Linked DNA regions of Mus musculus: all the other regions are linked to region 4. A link is a contact called in public HiChIP or PLAC-seq and promoter capture Hi-C data. All regions are on one chromosome and are shown on one strand. Each heading gives the region's core, a stretch centred on a gene start, on an enhancer-like site or on the middle of the called end of the contact. The rest is flanking DNA. Distances are from core to core; before and after follow the strand shown. Region 1 holds the start of Sez6l (seizure related 6 homolog like). Region 2 holds the start of Cryba4 (crystallin, beta A4). Region 3 holds the start of Ung (uracil DNA glycosylase). Region 4 holds the start of Tmem211 (transmembrane protein 211).

What was found. Promoter capture Hi-C pulls out the DNA fragments that hold promoters and counts their contacts. HiChIP or PLAC-seq counts read pairs in DNA pulled down with a chosen protein or histone mark.
Region 1: an H3K4me3 HiChIP or PLAC-seq map of embryonic forebrain shows a contact between it and region 4, with 3 times the contacts expected there. The contact joins the promoter of Sez6l here to the promoter of Tmem211 in region 4. A contact is called at or near these places in 1 of 39 promoter capture datasets (cranial neural crest), 1 of 484 Hi-C or Micro-C datasets (cortical neurons), 3 of 115 datasets of contacts at active chromatin or transcription factors (embryonic forebrain, embryonic hindbrain and forebrain) and 1 of 9 other capture datasets (adipose tissue).
Region 2: a promoter capture Hi-C map of liver shows a contact between it and region 4, with 2.2 times the contacts expected there. The contact joins the promoter of Cryba4 here to the promoter of Tmem211 in region 4. A contact is called at or near these places in 2 of 39 promoter capture datasets (the SN4741 cell line and liver) and 1 of 115 datasets of contacts at active chromatin or transcription factors (pancreatic cancer cells).
Region 3: a contact with region 4 is called in a FOXA1 HiChIP or PLAC-seq map of pancreatic cancer cells. The contact joins the promoter of Ung here to the promoter of Tmem211 in region 4. A contact is called at or near these places in 1 of 39 promoter capture datasets (liver) and 1 of 115 datasets of contacts at active chromatin or transcription factors (pancreatic cancer cells).

What each region holds. Positions count from the first base shown.
Region 1 is chr5:112,575,418-112,578,556 of GRCm38.p6, reverse strand. Sez6l (seizure related 6 homolog like) reads left to right here and starts at 1,359. Exons shown (of 17, transcript NM_001253916.1): 1 at 1,359-1,785. The coding sequence starts at 1,689.
Region 2 is chr5:112,250,772-112,253,850 of GRCm38.p6, reverse strand. Cryba4 (crystallin, beta A4) reads left to right here and starts at 1,333. Exons shown (of 6, transcript NM_021351.2): 1 at 1,333-1,359; 2 at 2,054-2,104; 3 at 2,714-2,832. The coding sequence starts at 2,066.
Region 3 is chr5:114,129,734-114,132,794 of GRCm38.p6, reverse strand. It overlaps Ung (uracil DNA glycosylase), which reads right to left and starts at 1,639. Exons shown (of 6, transcript NM_011677.2): 1 at 1,282-1,639; 2 at 519-614. The coding sequence starts at 1,566. It also overlaps a transcript of Alkbh2 not described here.
Region 4 is chr5:113,225,279-113,228,320 of GRCm38.p6, reverse strand. It overlaps Tmem211 (transmembrane protein 211), which reads right to left and starts at 1,412. Exons shown (of 5, transcript NM_001033428.2): 1 at 1,320-1,412.

The DNA of each region.
Region 1 (3,139 bases), core at 110-2,609, 650 kb after region 4:
CCAGAGTCCGGTGAGCCATGGGTGTTTACAAGCCTTTCTATCCTCATCTCCAAGGAGGAAGCCGGCACTTGTGTCTCTCCTCCATGTTTCTGTATTCCTGCTTTATGCTTCTATTCCTCAGGGGTTACTGGATGGCCTGCTGCTAGCCCTCTAGAGGAGGACCCAGGTCTTCTGCATGTCCTTCTCAAATCCCCACTTCCTGAGACCTGATATGAACTGGGGGTCTCTCCATCACCTGATAATCTGAGCTTCAAGCAAAGAGCATCCCAAGAGTAAATGAGTGACAGGGGCATTTGGAACCAGGACCAGAATAGTCCTCCTTCGCTCCTCCCACCTCCAATGCTCCCCTCCCCTACGTTGTTTTCAGAGATTCCCAGTCTCTCCACTCTGCTAAAGACATCCCCCCCCCCACCCCCAATTGCTACAACCTTCTTTCCATCTGCTCCCTGCTTGAGCGGAGTGGCAAGGTGGAGTGGGGGAGGGGAGGGCTTCTAACTTGGGGTGAGGGGCCTGGGAAGCCAGCTGGGGCTGTGAGACTCAGCAGAACAAGGAGAGCTGTCTCCCTTGGTGTGAGGTATCTTCCAGTTGGCCCTTGGCCAATGCCTGGCTATAAGTGGCTTCTTGTCTTCCTCACCCACTGCGCCCCGTCTCCTCTGTTTGTGGAAGAAAGACACGCTGCTAGAGAATCTCAACTGGACAGAGGCCGCCAGAGGATGGGCCTGGAACCAAAGCTTCCACTGGCGGGGGAGGGAAACGGGGCTTCGGCTCTGGAAGCCTGGCGGATCTGCAGAGCGCTGTTGAGAGTGCTAATGTAGCTGAAATCATAACATGGACCCAGGAGTCTGTGGCTGGGCGTTTCCAGGGTGAAGAACCACTTGGTATCAGACAGAGGATCCTGTGGTCCTGTGCATTGGTCCAACAATGTCCCTGGATGCAGTCGGTGTGGCTTCCTAGGTCACTGGGACTCTCTGTGGAAGCACCAATGCATTTGGCGGATAGGGGAGGGAAAGGTGGATGCGGGTGGGGACCTCAGGGGCCAGAGAGGGCTGTATAGTGGGGATACAGGTCAGGCTGTTCGCCGACTGGGTTCGCAAGGACACATCGGGCGCTCTTCCGCCTCGTCTGACCGTCCCAGCATCCGCAAAAAGAGTAGGGACCCTGAGCCCACCCGGGACCGGGCGATATCACTAACTTCTCAGGGCCTAAGGGCCAGGCTGCCCCCGGAACGGCCCTCGGCCGCCTCCTCGCGCTCACTTCCCTCGCTCGCTCGCTGGTTCGCTCTCTCTCTCTCTCCTGCTCCCTCTCTCGCTCGGGCACCAGCCCCCGCCCTCCGCTCGCTCGCCGCCCGCGGCTCCTCCTCACTCGTCCGTCGCCCGCGCCCGGTGCAGCTCGGCCAGAGCCACGGCGAGCTGCGCGTCCGCCAGGAGCCGCTGCCCTGATCCTACTGCCCAGATCCCTCTGCCTGGATCCCATTGCCTGAACCCCGCTGCACCAATCCCTCTGTCTGTCTGGACCTCGGTCTGGGATCCGGCTGCTTGGAGCCTTCTGTCCATCTCTCTCTCTCTCCCTGGATAGCACTGCCTGATTCCGGCTGCTCGAATCCTTCTGCCCGGACTCCACCGCACGGATCCCTCTGCCTGGACCGACCACACGGATCTCTCTGCGCCGACCCCAGCTCCGTAGCTACGATGCCCGTGGCACGGCCACAAGCCGCGGGACCCGACAGGATCTCTCTGTTCCTTGTCGCCTTCCTTCTGGGGAGCCCCGCGGCAGCTCAGGCGGAAGGTAAGCACCCCGAGGGCCCCGGCCCAAAGAGGGTAAAGTTGTTGCGGCTGACCCGAGCAGTCGGGGGTCTCGACTGGTCTGGGAACACACGCGCCACCCGCGGGACCGCCCGGATACCGGGCTGGGCACCTCGTCCCTGCCGGAGCGCGGAGGCGGGGACGCATCTGAAGGACTCTCGCCTTAGGCTGCGGGTCCTTCGTCGGTCTCTGGGCTCCCGTTTGCAGTCTGGAGACGCTTCCGGGAGAAGCTCTTGGGAGTGGGGTCCTCTCCAAACCTTCAGATTCTGGAAGCTCTCTGCAACTGCACCCGGGGCTGGCTGCCAGGTTATTCTGCCAGGCTCTGTGGAAGAGGATAGGTATAGGAAGCGGACAGCTGACTGCCTGTCTCCAGAACCAGACTCCCTCCCATCCCACCATCCCACGCTGTCTCGGACTATCCGGAGGGGCTGTCTCCTGGATAGGTCCCAGCCAGGTGTCAGGAAATTGGACTTGGGTGTGGCTTCTTCGGATGGAGGAGAGCTCAAGGCTCCCAGAACTTGGTGAGAAGAGAGATATTAGAACCCCAGGGGCTTGGCCCCCTTTATCCCTCTACAGCTTCATCGATATTAGGAGTGAAGAGAGGGTGCTGGTGAAACCCACGTGCTTGCTGCTTAGGAAGGGAAGGGGGTCTGAGTTTATGGAGATTGTCGAGATTGTCGGTTCCTTCACCTGCCTGGAGTCACACCTTTGCTCCACCCTGCTAGGGTCCCAGGAAGTTACAGTGAGATGCTGAGGTGAAGAGAAGAGGGAGGCAAATAACTCACCCAAAGCTGATCCCACCCCCAGCCACCAGAGCTAAAGACACCAGGAGAGCCCACGGTGTCAGCTATTGGGGTTGGATCACTTAACCTCTCATTCTCTTGGCAAGGTGTGACTCTTGTTTCCTCCCGTGGTAACTTACAAAACAAAGCTTGGAGCCTGCCTGAGCTGACCACAGCATGGAGCGCTTACCCCACTCCCCAGCACCCCCGTCCATCTGGAGTTCTGTATAATTGAGGTTTTCTTGATGATCTGGAGTTCTGAGGACAGAGAAGCATTGCCGCTTCGCCGCGGGGAATTCTGGGCCCCTGAGTTCAGCACCAGAGGCCCCGGACAGCTCTCAGCTCCAGGCCCTAGCTCTGGGTCCCATCACTTCGTTGTGGCCTGGAGTACCCTCAGCATACATCAGACATTATATCCCCAATCTCTTGGACCCAGAAATGGGAGCGATGGGCATGATTTGCCTCCTCTATTTAACAAAACATGTCATTGAGAACACCCCCTCCCCTTGTGAGACAGTGGTATTTCCAATTTACACCAGGTCTGGGCAGTTTCCC
Region 2 (3,079 bases), core at 84-2,583, 970 kb after region 4:
TCCTGTGCTTTCAGGCTAACCATTAAAGTTTGTGTGTGTGAGAGAGAGAGAGAGTGAGAGTGTGTGTGAGTGTGTGAGAGTGTGTGAGAGAGTATGTGAGTGTGTGTGTGTGAGTGTGTGTGAGACTGTGTGAGTGTATGAGTGTGTGAGAGTGTGAGGGTGTGAGAGAGCATGTGTGTGTGTGTGTGTGTGTGTGCACTCACATGGAGGTCAGAAGGTCAGAGGGTAACTTTCAGGAGTCAGTTCTCCCTACTACCCTGTGGTCCTGAGGATTAAAGTCAGGCTTGGAGGTACCCCACTGAGCTTTGTCTTTTTTATTTCACAGCACAACTGAGGCTTAGAGGCATTCACTGGGAACCTGCTCAAAAGTAATTAGCCCCCAGGCACGGGATGCAGACACAGGCTACTGGCTGTGGAGACTGCACCGGTCCACCCTTCCGGTCCACCCTTCGCCACGCCCTGAACGTGAGACAACTGTTCTGACATCCCAGGAAGGAAGAGATGTTGCTATTTTCCTGGCCATCAAAGGACTCGCTCTTTATCTGGGTCACCCAGTAGCAAGGCTGAGTTTTACCACAAGCCGCTCCTGCCATGCTACCCTCTCCTGCAACAGGACCCCTCAGAGGCAGGGATCAGGGGATTCCATATGCTTTGGGTGCTTATCTGGCATGCACTGCTTTGGGAAGCATGCTAGCAAGCTGCAGCGCCCCCCCCCCCCCCGCCCCGCCCTTTGCTTCTGCATGCACAGCCCTGGATGCTTCTGCCTTGTGGAGTGCATGGGTTCTAGCCCTGACCACCACTCTCACCTCCTGAGAAGAGTTGTACTGCTGGGTATTTGTTATCCAAAGCCCTTGCTCCAGGCCCCCAGGGTTTTGCTTAGAACCGGTTACTTCCAAGCTACTGTATACATTGTTTCCACTTTTTCAAAGAGTATCCTCAAGTGAAAGTGTGACGTCCAGCTAGAAGAGGCAGGGGCAGGTGAGGTGAAGGAGGAGGGCAGGCACAGAACTCTATGATCTGGCTTCTGTCTGTCCTATCATGCAGACAGACAGAAGGACACCCACCATCAAGATGATGTTGGGTCCCTAGTCCTGGACAGGAGTCCTGTGGAACCAATGGAAATAGGCTATCTACCCCTCATATTCCCTAGTGCTGACCCTGGGCAAGCCACCAGTCCTTCCCCACTAAAGGCAGAGCTGCTGACATGTCCACTCTGGGCCTTGGCCAGGACTGGCTTTTGTTTCTATCTCTGGCTTGCTGAGTCTGTGTTTGTCCCTTGGGGCCCCTGTTCCTTTCCTGCCTATAAGAGCCCTGACCTTGTCTGGTTCTGGTTCTGACGTGTGCTCTGGGCCCTTCTTGGTAAGTATGAGAGGGAGACAGGAGTGGGGCCGAGCTCTCTGGTGGCATCATCCTACAATATCAATCTTGGGGATGTCACTGGCTAACCCTGAATGCCATCACATCCCAGGAAGTCTACAAGTGTGTCAGACTGCTGCCTGTGACTCTTAGTTAAATGCCAAGATCCCCCTCCCCTATCATTTTGTGACCTGTGTGTCCACTATGAGAGCCACGCACTAGGCTAGCACTGCACTTTGTTTTGGTGTGTGTGTGCACTCACTTGTGTGTGTGTGTGTGTGTGTGTGTGTGTGTGTGTGTGCGCATGCATGTATGTATGTATGTATGTATGTATGTATGCATGTATGTATGTGCCTGTATGTATGTGTGCATGTGTGTGAGTGTGCATGTGTGAACTTGTGTATGTGTGTGATTGTGCACATGTGCATGTGGGTGTGTGTCTGTGTGTGCATGTGTGTGATTCATCCACCTCTCTCCACTCATCTGGCACTGCAGTCCACTGTGAGCTGGGCTGGAGACAATGGCACCCAGATGTGGCTGAGATTGGTGCTGTTTGCACGTGGGTGGGGTGGGAGAAGGATCGCCCCCGTCCTGGGATACCCAGACCCATCTTGATTCTGACACTGTCCAAGTCAGCCTTCAGTCAGAGATGCTGCTGGGAACCAGATGGAAGGTGACTGTGTTCTTCTCTCTGTAGGACCGTGCCAACATGACCCTGCAGTGCACCAAGTCAGCTGGACACTGGAGGGTAGGGAGTACCCTGGGAGGGGAGGGAAGGAAGTCGACATCTAAGAACCTCTTACAACAACTTCATTGAACCCCATCATCCTGCAGGAGGGCTACTGACTGCCTTGAGCCCAAGGCTCAGACTAGGGGGCAACCTGCCTGAGGCACGCAACCCGAGTTGGTCCCCACCCTTGAGTCCTGGCACACAATCATTCTACTGTGCTTCTCTGGCCGTGCTTGGCTTTGCAAAGGGAAACTAAAATCTGGGTGTGATAGCTTATGCCTGCCCTAGCATTGGGGAAGTAAAGGCAGAAGGAAGCTCGTAGGCTCAAGGCCAGCCTGGGTCTTGCGAGATCTTGTCTCACAAAAAATAATATAGCGGAGCCACATAAAAGCCTTTGATGAAGGCTTTGGGAAATGGAAGCTCTGCTTGTTTTCTTACCTAATGACAGTCAAGGGTGGAGACAAAATTGTGCTGTCCAGGATCCCACGGTCCACCTTGCTCACCCACCTGGCCCTGGAGGCATGTGACCTCTGCTTTACCTGTTTGACTCACTCTGAGTCCAGGGTAAGATCCTCTCTGCTCGCCAAACCTTGATGTCCACAGATTCCCTCCTTCTTTCCTGCACAGATGGTGGTGTGGGATGAAGAAGGCTTCCAGGGCCGACGGCATGAATTCACAGCTGAGTGTCCCAGTGTCCTGGAACTTGGTTTTGAGACGGTGCGATCTCTCAAAGTCCTGAGCGGAGCGTGAGTCTGTCTGGAGGGCATCGAGTCAGGGTGGTGGCCGGGAGGGTAAGAGGGACTGTAAGGAGGCATGCTGGAGCCTGTGTATGATCCTAGGTACATCTTTCCAGGCTTGCACTGTACCTATGTGCCCCTCCCAAGTGCTGAAGAGTGTGCATGGCTGTTGATACAGGTAACTCAGGTTGTAAGGGACACCATCGCACAGTCTGATTGGGTCTGAAAATACCCTCTTAGACATGAACTGACAAGC
Region 3 (3,061 bases), core at 390-2,889, 900 kb before region 4:
GGATGGTCGTTCATGCAGGGAAGTGACACAAGCTAGGTAGGCAACCTGAATCTAGTACCTGCAGGCCATCCCTTCTAGTCTGTGCAAAATACAACCGCCCTTGTTTTTGACTTCTGTATTATTGAATCAGGGTCTCAAGTGGCCCAGGCTGGGCTCCAACCTTCAGGTGCTGAGATTATTAGTATATGGGGGCCACAATTTTCCCAACACATCTTGTGAGCAGAAATAACCTCACTTTTCCAGTCCTGCGTTGCCTACACTCAATAGACTGAGATAAACTAGCACTAACTATAACAAGGGAATAATAATAATAAGCAAGCACACAAGCAAATGTATACATGCATTTTCTTTGTTTGGTTAAAAGACTAAACAGCTGGACACACACACAGCTTTCTACCCGGAACACAACCAAACCCGGCACCTTCCATGTCTACCATCACACACTCACTACGAAACAGCCCGTGGCTTAACTGAAACACTGTTAGATTCCTCTCTAGCCAGACCCCAGCTCCACTCACATCTCGGATGTCGCACATCTGGGTCCATGTGAACACCTGCTCCGGGGGCGGATAGACCTTGTGGTGGTTCCTTTCTTCAGCAACAAATCCCATTAGCTGGTTTAAAAGATAAAAGGAGGTTTAAAAGCCCATTCTTACCAGAAACTAAGAATTAGGATTGAAAACCTATTTTATAAAAGGTGTTTGAAACCTCGTCTATTTGTGTGTGTGCGCGCATGATTTAAACCCAAACTTTTTTTAAAAAAACAATTGAAGCCAGCATAGCACCCTTTCCCCTCTTGGGCTGGACTATTTTCATTTCACAGTAACTCCGCCCCCTCTTCTTTTTAAAAGACAGGGCCTCCCATAGCACAGAATCTGAGGTTGGCCTTCACCTCCAGCCCCCCAGCTCTCAAGGGTTGAGATTACAGCCTAAGGCCTCGATCGTCTTTCCTGACTTCTAATAAAAGACCAAAGGTCATTTCATTCACTCTTGTTCACTACCCCAGGGTTTGTTGGCTTTGGGGTAAACCAGGTGGCTTACAAAAAGCCACGAAGGCAGCTGGCGCCCAGCCCGCCAACCTGATTTAACCTCCGGACCCACGTGATAGTGAGATATTTCCCCAAGTTGTCCTGTGACTTCTATGCGCCCTCCTCCACGTAAAACGAAGCCACGACGCCACCTTCCTGCCCTTCATGTAACCCAGACACACCGGCATCGTTGTCAAGTGTGGCACGGAAAGGGAGGGGACGGGGGAGGCTGGCTGGACCCGAGCCCACCGACCTTGACGAAGTACGGCTTCCCGAACTCCCCGCACAGCTGCTGCTTCCAGCTCTCGCCGAAGCCGGCAGGCACGTTGCGGGCGGCGAGCCTGAGCAGCGCCGCGGCCTTGTTCCTCTGGATGCGGACGAGCTGCTCGGCGCTGAGCGGCGAGCCTTGCTCGTTCTGCTCCACCCGGGCCTTCTTGGCGGGGCTGGCCTGCCGGGAGTCAGAGTCGGGGTTGGGAGTCAGGCTCCGGAGCCCCGCTCTCCGCGCCAACCGCAAAGACCGCCGCCCCAAGACGCCCATGGTCCAGCCGAGCAGGGGACCCGCTGCACCCGTCTGCGCTCCCACGCAGGCTTTTCGCGGCAAAACACCTCCCGCCCCTTGCCGCTTCTGATTGGACTATACAAGGGCAGGGTGGGCACGCTGCACACCGATTGACTCTGAGGCGGCCGAGCTCCGTCCCCATTGGTAGATGTCTCGGCATGGCGGCCGTGGACGCGCGCGGTTGTTTTGGACCTCTAAGGTGTCCCAGTCTGGCTGATAAACGGGGTGCGCGGCTCTCCTGCCCGGGACCCGCAGCACCGCAGTCTCGCGCTGCCTGGTGCTGCCCCGCGCGCCTCACCCAAGACCTTCCACGTGGGCTTTTCGCGGCAAAACAGCTCCCGCCCCTTGCCGCTTTTGATTGGACCACGCGAGGAGCAGGGCGGGCACGCTGCACACTGATTGGCTCTGCGGCGACCGTGCCCCATCCCTATTGGCTAGTGCCTCGGCGTGGCGGCGGCCGACAGCGCGCGGCTGTGTTGAACCCCTAAGGTGTCCCAGTCTGTCCGAGCAAGCGGCGTGCGTGGCGCTCCTGCCCGGGACCCCGCCGTACCCCCGCGTCCCGCGCTACCCCGCTCGTCTCACCACGGCATCGCCGCCGATCTCGGCCGCCACTCCGCTCCCTGGGACCGGCTCCGGGCTGCGCGTGGTCCGCTTCCCTGTGGGGGTCGGAGAGAAGAAAGAGTATAGGGTCTTCTGGCCGATCATGCCTGCGCCGAGCACGGACCTCCGGGACTCCTGCAGCCGTGCTCACGGTAGGCGCGCTGCCACCTGCGCGGGCTCCCGTTGGGGGCGGGGAGGCTGGCTGGGCAGGGGTCGGTGAGGCCCAGCGCGCATGTGTGGGAGGGGCTGAGGCCCCGCCCCCGGGTGGGTGGGGCTTAGGAGGTAGGGGGAGCCTGCTGCTTACCTACCTACCTGTCCTAGCTCTAAAGCGGGGCTTTCTCCAAGTCTTACTGATGTAAAGATTGAAGGCCTTTAACCCCGAAATGTTCCACTTCCCCAGATACACCTCCCTCCCTCCTTTTCAGTCCCCTTTGGGGATTGAACTCAGGGCCTTTGTGCATCCTGAGCAACCGCTTGACCACTGAGCCATACACCCCCTTGTACTTTTTACCTCCCACACTCACGTCAGACATACATTCAGTTGTGCAGCTTTCAGTTATATCCTTCCCTCTAATATAACAATCCCAGCTACTCTTTTCTACTGAGTGATCTTTTGCAGGTGTAATTTATTTATTTATTTTTTTTATTTTTTTTTTTTTTTTGGTTTTTCAAGACAGAGTTTCTCTGTATAGCCCTGGCTGTCCTGGAACTCTCTGTAGACCCGGCTGGCCTTGGATTCAGAAATCCGCCTGCCTCTGCCTCCCAAGTGCTGGGATTAAAGGCGTGTGCCACTGCAAGTGTAATTTAAACCTCGACCGACCGCTGCCCTGGAAAAACCCTCCTATGCCGCCGTGTGTCACAGAGTGGTGACACA
Region 4 (3,042 bases), core at 163-2,662:
GTGCAAAGGCCCTGAGGCCAGCACATGCAGGGCACATCAGCAGAAGCAGAGAGGCCTCTCGGGTGGTTGGAATACAGAGTGATGGGGTGGTGGAGCCCCAGCATGGACAAACAGTGGTCAAGCTGTGCAGCAACCATGGAGGTGAAAGTCAACCTGACCAGATTTGCTGAAGGTATGAGAGGGAGTGTGTGTGTGTGTGTGTGTGTGTGTGTGTGTGTGTGTGTGTGAGATATCCCCAGGGCTTTTGGCCTGGAGTCTGGACCTGAGTGATAAGAGCTGGATCAGAGAAAGCAGTGGCTGAACAGGAGGCTGTGGCACTGAACCATGTGCATGGCAGATAGATGATCAATAGATGAGAGATAGATAGATAGATAGATAGATGAGAGATAGATAGATGAGAGATAGATAGATGAGAGATACATGAGAGATAGAGGGATGATAGATAGATAATTGATAGATGATAGATAAATTGATTGATAGATGATAGATAGGTAGATGGATGATAGATAGATTAATTGATAGATGATAGGTAGGTAGATAGATGATAGATAGGTAGATAGATGATAGATGGATGATAAATTAATTGATAGATGTTAGGTAGATAGATGATAGATAGATAAATAGATACATAGATGATAGATAAATTGATTGATAGATGATAGATGATCGATAGATGATAGATGATAAATACATAGATAGATAGATGATAGATAGATAGATGATATACAGACAGACAGACAGACAAATAGACAGATAGGGGATAGATACATAGAGACAGAGATGGCCAGGCTGCCCAGGCGAGACCTGAGGTCCTTCAACACATGGTCTCTTTCACTAGTATATGCCTCAACCAGGCCTGCTGGCTCTGTCACCTGGGACAAACAATACAATGGCTCAAAGCCTCTGTTTCCCCAACTACAAGATCCCTGGCCTACAACAGGGCTGCTTGACGTTTGGAGGGATGGGTTCCTTTGAACATATGATTTTTAAACTGTGGCTGTGTTCCACATTCAAGCTTCAAACCACACAGAGACACGAGCACACGACAGTGTGTGGTTCTAGGGCTCCCAGGGCCCCTAAGCAGTGCCTGAGGCCAGCCCGGCTCCTCCCCTGATATTCCCTCATCACTTTGGGTCAGGCTTCTTCAAGGTTACCTCTACAATGTGACCTCCCCTCATCCAGCTCTGGCTTAGAAGCTCTGGCCTGGAATGTAAATCTGTGAGCTTTAAAAAGGTGTCTTCCCCTTTAAAGGTCACATTCAGGTGGGTAAGCAGAGCAGGGTCACGTGAGGCGCTGGTCCGAGAAGAGTGTGTACTCACCCGTGCAAGGTTTCCTTCCTGAAATCAATAGCTATTCACTCTGGGCTGACGGATGGGCTGGACTGAGAGGGCAACTCCAGTCTCAAATAGGATGGGAGGAGGGGATGGTTTCCTGGGTAGGAGAAGGCACCGCTAGGGGTCCCAGAGCTACTATTAAATACTGGGGTCCAAACTGGGTATCCAAGCGTCCACCCCGAGTCTCACTGGCTTCATAGGAAGCCAGTGCTGCAGGATGCGCCAGCAGAGGGCGCGCTCACTCCACCTTCTTTCCGTGGGCTAATTCCCATGGCTTCTAGCTGAGGCTTGGCCAGCTTCACCGAGCATTTCCTGTAATTGTTCCCTTCCCTTCCCTTTCTCCAAGTCTGTCTTCCCTCGCTCCTGTTGGACTGGGATCACCTTCCCAAAGACGCCCGAACACGCCCAAGTTTGCCTGGGGCTCTGTTTGCCAGACCGAGCTTCCTGCTATGTGAATGAGTTCCAGCTCCCTCCTCTGCGGGTGAGGGCTGGAGAGACATCACCTCTTGAAGGGTTGTGGCCCTCGAAGCAGAATCCCCTGGATTGGTACCCCGCTAGTTTCACTAGTATCATCTCTACTGGGGAACTCGGGGTCTCCTTTGTGGATTATCTGTCGCCCGGTAAATTTAGAAGGAAACTCTTTAGAGGAGTTTGAGAGAAAGCAGGTCAGGTGGGCTGGAGGGAGTAGCTGCCTGTAGGAGGGGGGTGGAGAGTCAGAGCTGGTCAGTTACAGGTCAGGAAAGCAGGAACAGGAGCTGGGGATGCCTGGAGCATCCATTTACCTCCAGGAGCAGGCTTCCAGGTAGGAATCCAGACAGCGGGCAGGCTCATCCAGGAGGATCTGAGCCGCAGCATGCCTGGGTGCAGTTTGGGTTATATGAGCGTGCATCTCATTAAAGGCACAGTTATTTTTCCCATCTTCGCTTAATTGTATTCTGAGCACCGTCTCACTTAGCCCAGGCATACCTTGACTTCTCTTTGACGCCGCGGATAACCCACTGCCTCCACCCTACCATGCAGCCCTGCAGCATCCCAGATGGGATCGAACCCAGGGCTGGTAACCGCTGTCCAGTGAGCCACAGACCCCTACTCTCCGCCTCAACCCCCCTCCCCGCCCCCTGCGCGCCATCATCCAACGCGTCTTCGGGTTCTGTTTTCCTACTCAGGTGATTGGCAGAGCAAGTGAGACATCGCGAGAGGATAATGGTGTCCCTGCTGTCTCAGAACCATAATTTAGATTGCGTCTCTTCCCGGCTTGGAGGTATGATTCAGGTCCCTGTCCTTTTGCCCAAAACCCCTAAAAGAATAAATTTCAATTAATTAAAGAAGAAAAAAAAAATCCATCTTCCCCTGGGCCTCAGGAAAATCAAATCTTGAGGAGAGGCCCCGGGACACTCTCCCTTTTCTACGAAATCAGTGTGTTACCATGGAAACGGGAGGCGGAGTCCAAGGATGATTCTGAGAGGGAGGGTCTGTAATAAATAGCAAGACAAAGCAACTTAGTGGAGAAAGGCTTGTTCTGGCTTCACACTTTCCTAGGGACACAACCCATCACGGCGGGGCGGGGGGTGGGGGGAGTGTGGTGGCCAAGGAGTCGGAGTCCGGCTGGGGAAGCAAAGAGTGGACAGGAAGTAGAGCCAGGCCATGAAACCCCAAGGCCTTCCTTTCCCCCAGTGACTCACTTCCTCTCCTCTCCTTCCTAGAGCAG